Linked DNA regions of Macaca mulatta: region 1 is linked to region 2. A link is a contact called in public Hi-C data. All regions are on one chromosome and are shown on one strand. The core of a region is the stretch at or near the end of the contact, and the rest is flanking DNA. Distances in the headings are between cores, read along the strand shown. Region 1 holds the start of ZNF512 (zinc finger protein 512). Region 2 holds the start of CCDC121 (coiled-coil domain containing 121).

The links. A called contact is a pair of places that touch in the nucleus more often than the background predicts.
Region 1: a Hi-C map of cortical neurons shows a contact between it and region 2, with 2.5 times the contacts expected there. The contact joins the promoter of ZNF512 here to the promoter of CCDC121 in region 2. A contact is called at or near these places in 2 of 14 Hi-C or Micro-C datasets (cortical neurons and fetal cortex germinal zone).

What each region holds. Positions count from the first base shown.
Region 1 is chr13:97,408,851-97,414,633 of T2T-MMU8v2.0, forward strand. ZNF512 (zinc finger protein 512) reads right to left here and starts at 3,994. Exons shown (of 16, transcript XR_013402889.1): 1 at 3,889-3,994; 2 at 3,312-3,370. SPATA31H1 (SPATA31 subfamily H member 1) reads right to left here. Exons shown (of 8, transcript XM_077959808.1): 7 at 5,624-5,783; 8 at 4,020-5,479. The coding sequence ends at 4,507. It overlaps LOC144333828 (a long non-coding RNA gene), which reads left to right. Exons shown (of 2, transcript XR_013402914.1): 2 at 1,352-3,978.
Region 2 is chr13:97,365,348-97,371,274 of T2T-MMU8v2.0, forward strand. CCDC121 (coiled-coil domain containing 121) reads left to right here and starts at 2,253. Exons shown (of 2, transcript XM_001099612.5): 1 at 2,253-2,878; 2 at 3,345-5,608. The coding sequence starts at 2,511. The coding sequence ends at 4,299. GPN1 (GPN-loop GTPase 1) reads right to left here and starts at 3,101. Exons shown (of 15, transcript XM_077959832.1): 1 at 3,067-3,101; 2 at 1,825-1,878; 3 at 1,309-1,400; 4 at 196-235. The coding sequence starts at 3,086.

The DNA.
Region 1 (5,783 bases), core at 2,744-5,243, 45 kb after region 2:
AGAGAGATGAAAACGTTTATTATCTTGATTGTGGCAATGGTTTCATGGGTACAGACATAGGTCAAAGCTGACCATGGTGTACGCTTTAAATATGTGCAGTCTATTGTACTCTAATTACACCTCAATAAAGATATTTTTAAATTTTAATGGATTGGCAGCCCTCTAAGGCCAAAACCTACTATCCCAAACAATGCTAGAAAGACTTGATGGGGCAGGCGCAGTGGTTCATGCCTGCAATCCTAGCACTTTGGGAGGCCAAGGTGGGCGAACTGCCTGAGCTCAGGAGTTCAAGACCAGCCTGGGCAACACGGTGAAACCCGTCTCTACTAAAATACAAAAACTTAGCTGGGCACGGTGGTGTGTGCCTGTAATCCCACCTACTCGGGAGGCCAAGGCAGGAGAATTGCTTGAACCCAGGAGGCGGAGGTTGTGGTGAGCCGAGATCATGCCACTGCACTCCAGCCTAGGAGAGCAAGACTTCATCTCCAACAACAACAACAAAAAGACCTGATGGTACCAACGGACCATTAAGAGCCAAGTCCCATATAACAACTCTTAGGAAACTCTCCATGTAGGAATTTCTTACTATCAGTGTAGGACTCAGAAATACAGTACCCATATACCTTCTTATGAATAAGCAAAAGCATACTGAAAAGGCAATAGTTCATATGATCATCATAATTGACTCTTGGAGATTAAGTCAACGTGGTTAGGGAATCCCTCCTCCAGGTCTCGTGTTTTATTTTTAAAGGACTCAACAAAAACAATTTTCAAGTATTTTACAGTATCTACCCATCAACCCCAGGACATTTGATTATTTGTAAAAAACCAGATTAAGCTCAAACTTCCCTTTCCATACATATAACAAGAAAAAGTTTTGTTGCGATACAATGACTACCATAATTGTATTTATTTTATAATTTGTTGTCACCAGTGTGGCAACTCTCAGCTTCTGATCACAAACATAAAAAGTTTAGCCTATTTTCAACTCCTTTCTGATCTAGCAAAAAATTTTAAAAGCCCCTAGCTCATTCTTCTTTTTTTTTTTTTTTTTTTTTTTTGAGACGGAGTCTCGCTCTGTCGCCCAGGCTGGAGTGCAGTGGCCGGATCTCAGCTCACTGCAAGCTCCGCCTCCCGGGTTTACGCCATTCTCCTGCCTCAGCCTCCCCAGTAGCTGGGACTACAGGCGCCCGCCACCTCGCCCGGCTAGTTTTTTGTATTTTTTAGTAGAGACGGGGTTTCACCGGGTTAGCCAGGATGGTCTCGATCTCCTGACCTTGTGATCCGCCCGTCTCGGCCTCCCAAAGTGCTGGGATTACAGGCTTGAGCCACCGCGCCCGGCCATCCCTAGCTCATTCTTCTACATGCATATGTTTAGATTTCATTAGAAGAGTACTTTAGTTCATCTTGTTATTCTTTGTAAACTTATTTAATTCTACCCAGTCTTTAAAAGCCGGTGTTCTCCATGCTCTACTCTTCTCTGGTCTCACTTCTCACCATTGACTCTCAAATGCCACAATCTCGTAGGAAGCTAGTTAAAAATAAAGATTTCCACGCCCTAAACCCAATGATTCCAAATCTGGTTAATGCATAGGGACTTAATAATCTTATTTTTTAACAATTATCTCTAGGTGACCAAGGTTCATACTGAGAAACATCGCTCTAACCACTTTAACTAGAAGAGCCCATTAAAACTCTCAGCTTGTGGAGGAAAACATCATGTTTCCAATTATTTTTTACAGCTGATGATTCCCAACTCTGTATTTCAGACCAGCCGTTCATCTGAGGTCCAAACCTATTTGATTTTGTTCCAAATGTTGCTCCTCATTCAGAAATTCCTAGTTCTGTGAATTACACCAAAATTCACCTGATGGCCAAAGCCAGAAACCCATAGACATCCTATCTTCCTTCTCTTACTCACTTATCATCACAACCTGTATGCTCCCTATACGTTGTTCCCTATGTATTCCCTATGTATTGTTCCCACCACAGGCTGCATGTTCTTTATTAATCTGTTAGGCTATCATAATAACCTCTGAACCAGTTTCCCAGTACCCTTCCAAATCCATCCCTCATAATGCTGCCAGAGTGGCCTAAGACCAATTATCTGGCTATGTCATTCCCTCATTATCTCTTCCAGGATAAAATCCAAACACTTTAGTATGCCATAACAGGTCCTTCATGGTCTAGCCCCTACTAACCTCTCTAAATGCTCTCCCTGCAATCCCTCATCCTCCATCCCACACAGAACTACTTACTATCCCATTAACTTTTTCCACACGTTCACATACTGTTCTCTGTTCTGAAAAACCTTTCTCCTTCTCACTAACTGTATGATTCAACTTTCAGGTTTCTACTTAGGAGTGACCTGCTCTGATAATCCTTCCCTTCCAAACTATCACTCCCTTTCCCCAAAGGCTAAATTAAATTCCCATTTAAAAATATTTACTTATTACAATGAACTGTGTTGATCTACTTGCCTATCTCCCCTTCTAGACTGCTAGTTGTTTTTCATGCCTGTATACCTAACCTACTACAGAACTGGCACACAGCAAACATGTAGTAAATGTCACCTGAATGAATGAATCCATTTAATGTCTAGTTAACAAGAATGTTTTCTTTTGTATTAACCATGGAAAAACTAAGCACCTTCAGGGTACTAAATAACAAACCAGTCTTACAGCCAAGTAGTTTAAAAATATAAGGATTTCTTACGGCCATTTTTTTAAATCATCCATCCCAAGTTCATCACTGTATTTATGTGCACGAAATTGATGTCTGGAGATATACGGAATTACCACTGAGTCACTGGTTCCATTTTTATTATAATTTGTACTCTTTTTATGCAAGCTAGGTTTTTCTCCCACACACCAGACTTAGACCTACACTGTCCAATCCGATAGCCACTAGCTACAGGTGGCTATTTAAAGTTAGTTAAAATTAAATAAAATTTAAAATTCAACCCCTCAGTCGCACTAGCCACATTTCAAGCGCTCAAAAGCTGTACAGGGCTAGTAGTTATGATACTAGACAGTGAAGATACAGAACATTTTCGTCACAAGAAGTTCTACTGGACAGCGCTGGCCACAAAATCACACAAGAACCTTAGAAACCTAACTTACTTAGCAAATAAAATTTAAAATTCAGTCCCTCATTTGCACTAGCCACATTTCAACTACTCAAAATCCACACAGGGTTAGTGGCTATGATACTGGACAATGCAGATACAGAACATTTTCATCACAGGAAGAAGTTCTACTGGACAGCGCTGGCGACACAATCATAAAAGGACCTTAGAAAACCTCACTTACTTCTTAGCTCCCACGATCCTCGTGCTCCTCTGCTGCTTAAAGGTTGTGGGTCCCGAAGTCTAGCAAATCACAAGCACACGAGTGAGTGCTAGGGACCTCTGAACCTCGACCACAAAAAGACGAATTCCCCTATGCCCAGAAGAAATGAAGCTCTCCCGGGGCAACCACCTCAAACACAAGAAGGCAACACCTTTTAGGAAAAATATGCTGTCCTATCTTCCAGCAGTGCAAAGGCGGGTAACAATACCAGAGCCTTCGTCTTCCCCCATTCTCAAAGCCCTGTCCCAGGCTCTAAAAGGGAGGCCAAAAGAAAAGACAACGGATATGAGAGACATTGGGGATGTAAAAGGAATAGAAACTAATGGCAATGTGGCGAGGAATTAAATTCAAGGAGGTAGGGTACAGGCAGCAGAACGTGGGTAAAGAAAAAGGGGACAGGTGATCTGATCTAGAAGGGTGGGGCCTACGATGGCCTCTGATAAAACCAACTCTGAGCATGGGACAAAAGCGAGGGACCGCATGTTCCGGGCTCGACAGCGCTACCTCTAAAGCATAACGGTCAAACCAAGAAACTCACGGCGGGTACAGCACCGAGTCTGGAAGACATCACTCCCTCTCCACGCCTAACAATTTCACCCAAGGGCTCCGGCCAGACCAACGCCACTTCCGCTCTCCTCGCCTCTCCCGGATGTGGGTTCGGCTCCGCCTAGCCCTCTTCTGAACTTCTACTTCCGCCTAGCAGCTTCCGAGGGGGCTGCGGCCGGAGCGAGTCACGTGACGAGTCACCCTCCGATTCCTCTGAGACCCCGCCCCACTGGGATTGCGACGCGGACCCGGGAACTTATGGGTGGGATCTGGAGCGAAGGGGCGGAGCTTGGAGCCTCGACCGGGCCTCAAAACCCCTGGCTCTCATTCCGAACCTTTGCACAACTCCTCGTGTCCTTCCAGCCTGCTTTCCCCACCCACCCGCCCAGTGGTCTCAGTCCAGATGCACAGGGAGATCATGTACTGCCCCTTTATTGATCTTAGAGAAATTACAGACCCATTCTCACACGCCTCCCCCCGGTAGAGAGACATGGAAGCCTTTCCACGCTGGGGGCGCAGGAATTGGAGGCAGTGGCTGAGCAGGAAAGAAGCCTGGAAAGGGCAGCACGATGAAGACTTAGGACAATGAATAATAGGGGCGGGCCCCGCCTCATCGAGTAGCTTCAGGCCTCCACACTTGTCCTGCTTTGGGATTTTTATGTGTGGTGCCGAGGAGACTTGTCTGATTCTTGAAATCTCTAGACAAACTATGGCTGGGCCTCTCCCCAGGGGAACTGTACTTGAGTCCCTCCTTAAGGGGACTGCGTCGGCTCCTCTCAGAGGGACTGCGATGGTTCCTCCCAGAGGGCCTCCCTGGCCTCATCTCAGAGGGACTGTGACGGGTTCTCTCACAGGAACGGCGATGGCTCCTCTCAGAGGGCCTCCCTTGCCTCATCCCAGAGGGACTGTGATGGCTTCTCTCAGAGGGACTGTGACAGGCTTTCCCAGAGGAACTGTGTCCTCTCCTCTCAGAGGGACTGCAACGGCTTCTTTCCAAGGGACTGAGGGGGCTCTTCTCTGAGGGACTGTGACTTCTCTCAGAAATCCTACGATGGCTCCTCTCAAAGGACCTGTGAGATCTCCTCTCAGAGGGACTGCGATGGCTCCTCTCTGAGAGACTGCGATGGCTCCTCTCAGAGAGACTGTGACGGCTCCTCTCCAAGGGACTGTGATGTCTTCTCTCAGAGGGACTGTGATGTCTTCTCTCATAGGGACTGCGATGGCTTCTCTGAGAGGGACTGCGATGGCTTCTCTCTGAGGGACTGCGATGTCTTCTCTGAGAGGGACTGCGATGGCTCCTCTGAGAGGGACTGCGATGTCTTCTCTCAGAGGGACTGCGATGTCTTCTCTCAGAGGGACTGCTACGGCTTCTTTCTGAGGGACTATGATATCTTCTCTGAGAGGGACTGCGATGGCTCCTCTGAGAGGGACTGCGATGTCTTCTCTGAGAGGGACTGTGTTGTCTTCTCTCAGAGGGACTGCTGTGGCTCCTCTGAGAGGGACTGCGATATCTTCTCTCAGAGGGACTGTGATGTCTTCTCTCAGAGGGACTGCGATGTCTTCTCTCAGAGGGACTGTGATGTCTTCTCTCAGAGGGACTGCGATGTCTTCTCTCAGAGGGACTGCTGTGGCTCCTCTGAGAGGGACTGCGATATCTTCTCTCAGAGGGACTGCGATGTCTTCTCTCAGAGGGACTGCTACGGCTTCTTTCTGAGGGACTATGATACCTTCTCTGAGAGGGACCACGATGATTCCTCTGAGAGGGACTGCGATGGCTTCTCTCAGAGGGACTGTGATGTCTTCTCTGAGAGGGACTGCGATGGCTCCTCTGAGAGGGACTGTGAGGGCCCCTTTCAGAGAGACTGTGACAGCTCCTCTCTGAGGGAC
Region 2 (5,927 bases), core at 1,003-3,502:
ATCTGGGGAGACAGTAAAAAAACTAAAATCTCAAGCTGAAATAATATTTCTGATCACCTACCTCTGCCACAATCAGCTTCCATCCTTTTGCTTGTATATTTCACAGGGAAAAGGCAAAAACACTCTTTCAAGCCACAAAATACACAGAAACGAAGCCAGGAATGAGTCAAGACCAAAGTAGATGGAAAAGGATACTGTTTCATGACTTCTTTATACTTTACAGTGTCACGAATATCTGAGGAGAAAGAAAAGAATTAACTGGAATGTAATACATGCACATTCCCTACCAGCAGGAAAGTGAAACTGGCCTTCTAGCCTTCTCTTGTCAGCATTCTCTTCTACCACCTCCACTTTCACACTGGTTTCCTTCCTTACAAAGAATAAATGTCAAGTAATTCATGAAGAATGTTAGGGCTAGGAGCTCTAAAGTTATGGTAGAGAGTTTTGTCTCCACAAAGTGAGAAGTTTCACACAAGTCAAACACGCCTAGAAAAAGGGAGGCAAAAATCAAGGGGGAAAAAAAGCTTCTTACTAATTGCCTATTACTAACAAACGCAATGCAAAGGCAATGCAGACATGATTTTTAAAAAGGAATTAGGCTGGGCACAGTGGCTCACACCTGTAATCCCAGCATTTTGGGAGGCCAAGGCAGGAGGATCACTTGAGCCCAGGAGTTCAAGACCAGCCTGGGCAACATAGAGAGGCCTTGTCTCTCCAAACAAAACAAAACTAGCCCAGCATGGTGGCAGGAGGCTGAGGTGGGAGGATCACTTGAGCCTGGGATGTTGAGGCTGCAGTGAGCTGTGAATCACGCCACTGCACTCTGGCCTGCTGGGTGACAGAGACTCTATAAAAAAAACAACAACAACAACAACAAAAAAAGCCTAAGCTGTTTAGGAACTCAAGCAAATCCAAAGGAAATGAAAGTAGATAGTTTAGAAAACATCAAAAAAGAAGGCACTGAAGACTGGCAGGCTGGAGAGTCTGACTCTATTGCCTAGGCTGGAGTGCAGTGGTGCTATCTTAGCTCACTACAACCTCTGCCACCCGGATTCAAGCAATTCTCCTGCCTCAGCCTCCCGAGTAGCGGGAATTACAGGCATCTGCCACCGCGCCTGGCTAATTTTTTGTATTTTTAGTAGAGATGGGGTTTCACCATCTTGCCCAGGCTGGTCTTGAACTCCTGACCTCTTCATCTACCTGCCTCGACCTCCCAAAGTGCTGGGATTACAGGGGTGAGCCACTGCGCCCGGCCTTTTCCATTCTCTTTAAAGCACTTCACACAAGTTATGTTACCGGTTTACTCACCAATATTGGCAGGAAAGGGAACTTCATGTACTGCTGGATCCAGGTTGATCACATAAGGTGGAGTGCCTTGGGCATGCAGGTGTCCTGTGAGCCTCTGCAGAGATATGGGGAGAAGGTTGGAAGGAGACAAAGAGGGGACAAGAGAGAACTTCCTTTACCACCCATGCCTTAAGAGTTTTGCACTTAGATTTTCTTTTACCTGAAATATCCACCCACTATATCCACCACCAAGATACAACTCTCAGTTCAAATGCTACCTTTCTTCATCACCCATCTAACAAAACTTCCCCTACTCATAGTCACTTGTTTACTTGTTTTGATTCTTCGTATGTGGGTTTTCTCTATCTCCTCCATTAAATATTTAGCCCCATGAATGAATCTTGTCAACCTAATTTTCGCTATATCCCCAGTGAATGGTACATGACAGGCGTGCAAGAAATAATTCTTCGGCAAATCTTCACCAAAACCTGTGTGCTAGCACTGTATTAATCTCTAAAGTTACTTGTAAGCCCCTGCCTTCGAGAAACTGGCAATTTTATCAGCAAGACAATTCCTGTACAACGTGGTAAGCTGACCGAGTATGCACTGAAGGTGCACAGAAGACAGCCTTAATTAACCTGGCTAGGGCCCGAGGAGGCTTTGCCGGGGAAGGAACTAAAGTTGATGGGAAACGACCGAAACCCATGCGCCGATACCCTCCAAATCCTCGGAGACCTCCCTCCCTTTCTCCCTGGCCTTCCGCCTGTCGGAGGCAACCTTTTGCGCTCCCCTACTACACCCACGCTGTGTACGTCACCTGTACAAAGGTGGTTTTCCCGGATCCCGCCATTCCCAACACCAACAGACACACTGGGTGCCGCGGACCCCCAGAAGCCTGGGGCTCAGCTGCAGCTGCGGGAGCCGCCATCTTCCTCCTGGCCCCGCCCACCTGACCATAGAGACACCGCATGGCTAGAGAAACTTCCGCGATGTTCTGGGCAGCGAACGAAAACAGAACCAAAGCGTCAGAAAGGAGCGTGAAGGGGCGCGGTAGTTGCCAGGGCATCTTCTTAGTATCGGGCAGGGCTGGTGAGCCAACTAGTGACAGTGGCGAGGAAGTGGGGGCGCTGAGCAAGCGAGAGGAAGGCTGAAGGGAGCTAGGAAAGGGCTCTGATCTCTGCAGCCTGGGAGGGCTTTTGGCCCCAGGGGGAAGGCGAGAAGAGATGGGGTCCCGAGGGCAGGACTCACACAGCAAGAAAACGAGGCGCATGCCTCTCATTTCGAGCCCGCAGAGAGCGGGGAGCGGAGCCACTGGAGGACCGGCTGCTCGGGTTTATTCGGTAGCCGAGGCGGTTAAACAGTTCAGGGCTGGACCAGCCAGGACTGGAGCAGGGTGCAGCCTCCAGGGTTGCTGGGCAGCACCGAGACCCTTTGAGCACCGAACGGATAAACTACGGGAGTTTTCCGCACTTGCACGTTGTTCCCGCGAGTTGCAGGCGCAGGTTCCTGATGCTAGCGCTCATTCCTTGGTAATCACCCTCGGTGAACTACGCAGTTGCCGTGACCTTCAGGATGAATGCTTGGATTCCAGGTGCGAATAGGTACTGGAGGGGAGCTTCCTTCTCACTGAAGGGCTCTCAGAAACTCAGGAAAGATGATGAAAGAGCTTAGAAAAGTATTTCTACTCGCAACCACCCAGTCTGTTTCTGTGGCCCTTTGTAGCTGCTAACAGTGTTCAGTAAGTCATAAGATCTGGCTTTCATACCCAGGCTCTGCCACTTGCTAGTGGTGTGAGTCATGGGCAATTCACTTAAACTCTCTGAACCTGTTTTCTCTTTTTAAAACTGAGATAGTACCTCCCAGGGTTGTGGTGAACGCACGTTGTAAATGATGAGCTAAATCCGTCATCTTTTACCACTAGCTGGATTCCCCTCACCTTGCATAATGTCTGGAACATTCTGGGTACTCAGAAATATTCTCTGGTATAAATAAAGGACAGTTGTGCACTTCCTAAAGTTTCATCAACTGAGAGAGGAATGTCTCATTTGTTCTTTCAGGTTTGCTGAGGGCCCCAGAAGGCTCCTTCCACCGTATCATAGGCTAATAAATAATTTTGTCAAGCCAGAGAAGCTAACAAAGGTGGAGACAATCCTTAAAGAAAAGATAGTGGCGGAAATGACGGTTCTGAACAAGCATATAAAACAAGCTCAAATCCAGCGGGAACAGCTACTGGAGGAATACAGGGAGCTATACCAAGAAAAGTTACTTGTCCAGGCTGAAAACAGGTTCTTTCTGGAATACCTGACTAACAAAACTGAAGAGTACACAAAGCAACCTGAGAAGGTATGGAACAGCTATTTACAACAAAGTGGAGAGATTGAACGAAGAAGACAAGAATCAGCCTCCAGATATGCAGAACAAATTTCAGTGCTTAAAACAGCGCTCTTGCAAAAGGAAAATATCCAATCCAGTTTGAAGCGGAAGTTGCAGGCAATGAGGGACATTGCTATATTAAAGGAAAAGCAGGAGAAAGAAATACAGACATTACAGGAGGAGAAAAAGAAAGTCCAAGCTGAGACAGCTGCAAAGACACGTGAAGTACAGGCCCAGCTCCTCCAGGAGAAAAGATTACTGGAGAAACAACTGAGCGAGCCAGACAGGAGGCTACTGGGAAAGAGAAAAAGAAGAGAGCTTAATAAGAAAGCCCAGGCCTTGAAGTTGGCAGCAGAGCGGTCTATTTTTGAATACTCCTGTGGCCTCAAAAGAGAGAACCAGCAGTTCAAGAAGGAATTACTGCAGCTAATTGAGCAAGCCCAGAAACTAACGGCTACTCAAAGCCACTTAGAAAACAGGAAGCAGCAGCTGCAGCAGGAACAGTGGTATCTGGAGTCCTTAATCCGGGGGAGGCAGAGATTGCAAGGAAGTCATAATCAGTGCCTAAATAGACAGGATGTTCCAAAGACCACACCCAGTCTTCCCCAAGGCACCAAATCAAGGATTAATCCAAAGTAACTCCTCCTAAAATAACACTGATTAGATAACTGGAGCAAGTACTCTTAAGTGCTATATTAACCTGGTTAGGAAGGCTTTTGGATTCCAGATTGTTATTGTAACATCTCCATCATGAGTGTTAGAGTGGAGGATTAGATGGTTTTATCCAACAGTCCTACTAGATATTTGGTAACCAGCTTCCCTTAACTAGTTTTTTCTTGAAATACTCTTGTTAATAAGATATTCCACAAACCTCTAGTTAACCTAACACATGACCCTAACCTAGCCATTTACCATACATCAAACTAGCTAAAGGAAACCAACCCGAGGAAGTGAAAACAGTTGTGATTTATTTCATCTAACTAGATTTCTTTATAGAGAAAAAGTACCTTTAAGGATAGCATTCCAAATAGACTGAATAGCGTTCTGCTCAGTAAATAACCAGTATCAGTTTATCCTCATTCCTTTTGACCGACTTAGCAGACAAAAGCAGTTTTTATAAGATTTTTGTAAGTTTGTGCCAGTGACCAGGTAGCTCCTAGTTTTCTCATGAGCGAAAAAGCATTCTGATAACAGCAAGTCCAGTAAGTGCTAGGCAGAGTGACCTTTCATCTGATGTGAAGCCCCTACAAGTTTAGCTTTAAGTAAATTGAGAAGGTAAGAGAAGACGAAGGAGACATCTATTAGGTCAGCTCTTACATTTGAAAATGTTTTCTTTGAAGAAACACATGTAGCATGGAGGTGACTGAATGCCTCCCCTTATTTCAGGAAAATGTATCCAAAAAAAGTTGAAATATTTGGACTTTTAAAAAAGTGTCATCCATTTCCCTAGCAGCATTCTAAAAGATAGAAGTAAAATGATGTTTATTATCCTAAGTGCTTTAGTTTTAGGTCATTTATTTTCTTACAGGTGCACTTTCTAGTACGTGAAGTATCTTTTGTAATTAACGCGTGCCATGTTTATTCCCATTTAGTAGAACTATAAATTATATTTTAAAGTATATATTTTTAGGATAGTTATATATTTTGGGGGGGTTCTGCGACATTGAAGTTGGGACTAGTTATTTGAATGCTGAATCCCAGTATAGGAATATAATCTCACATTTTAATATGGGTCCTCTATGGGAAAATAGGATCAACTTTGTTTCCCAGAAATTGTTAGTGATGAAAAACTTCAAAATAATTTTCCTGAATTTTCAGCTTTATTTACATGTAAAGTGAATTCCCTTAAAATTGGACTTAAAAAGGATTCTCCTTCAATATGTCCTTACCTTCTAGCTTTAACAACTTTTCTGTTAAATATGTAGTTTATTAAACATTATTAAAAACATTTATCCACTGATTTTATTACTGTTCCAATGTAACACATTTTCTGCTTCATCACTCTATTACCACTCTTAAATGTCTTACACGTGCAAATAATAAAAACTAGTTTTAATGCAGAAATTAGGATTTTAGCATGCAGGTGCTTTAAATTAAATCTCAATTTGTGAGCTGAAAATACAGAAACACGGAACAAGGAAAGCATGGTATCCAAGACAAACTTGAAGGCTTATTCTCTGTGGATGTAAAAACCCTAAGACAATATATTTCTAAGGCTGATAAAAAGTTGTAAAGTAGGAAGCATATTAGTTCTTCTGTTAATTCCC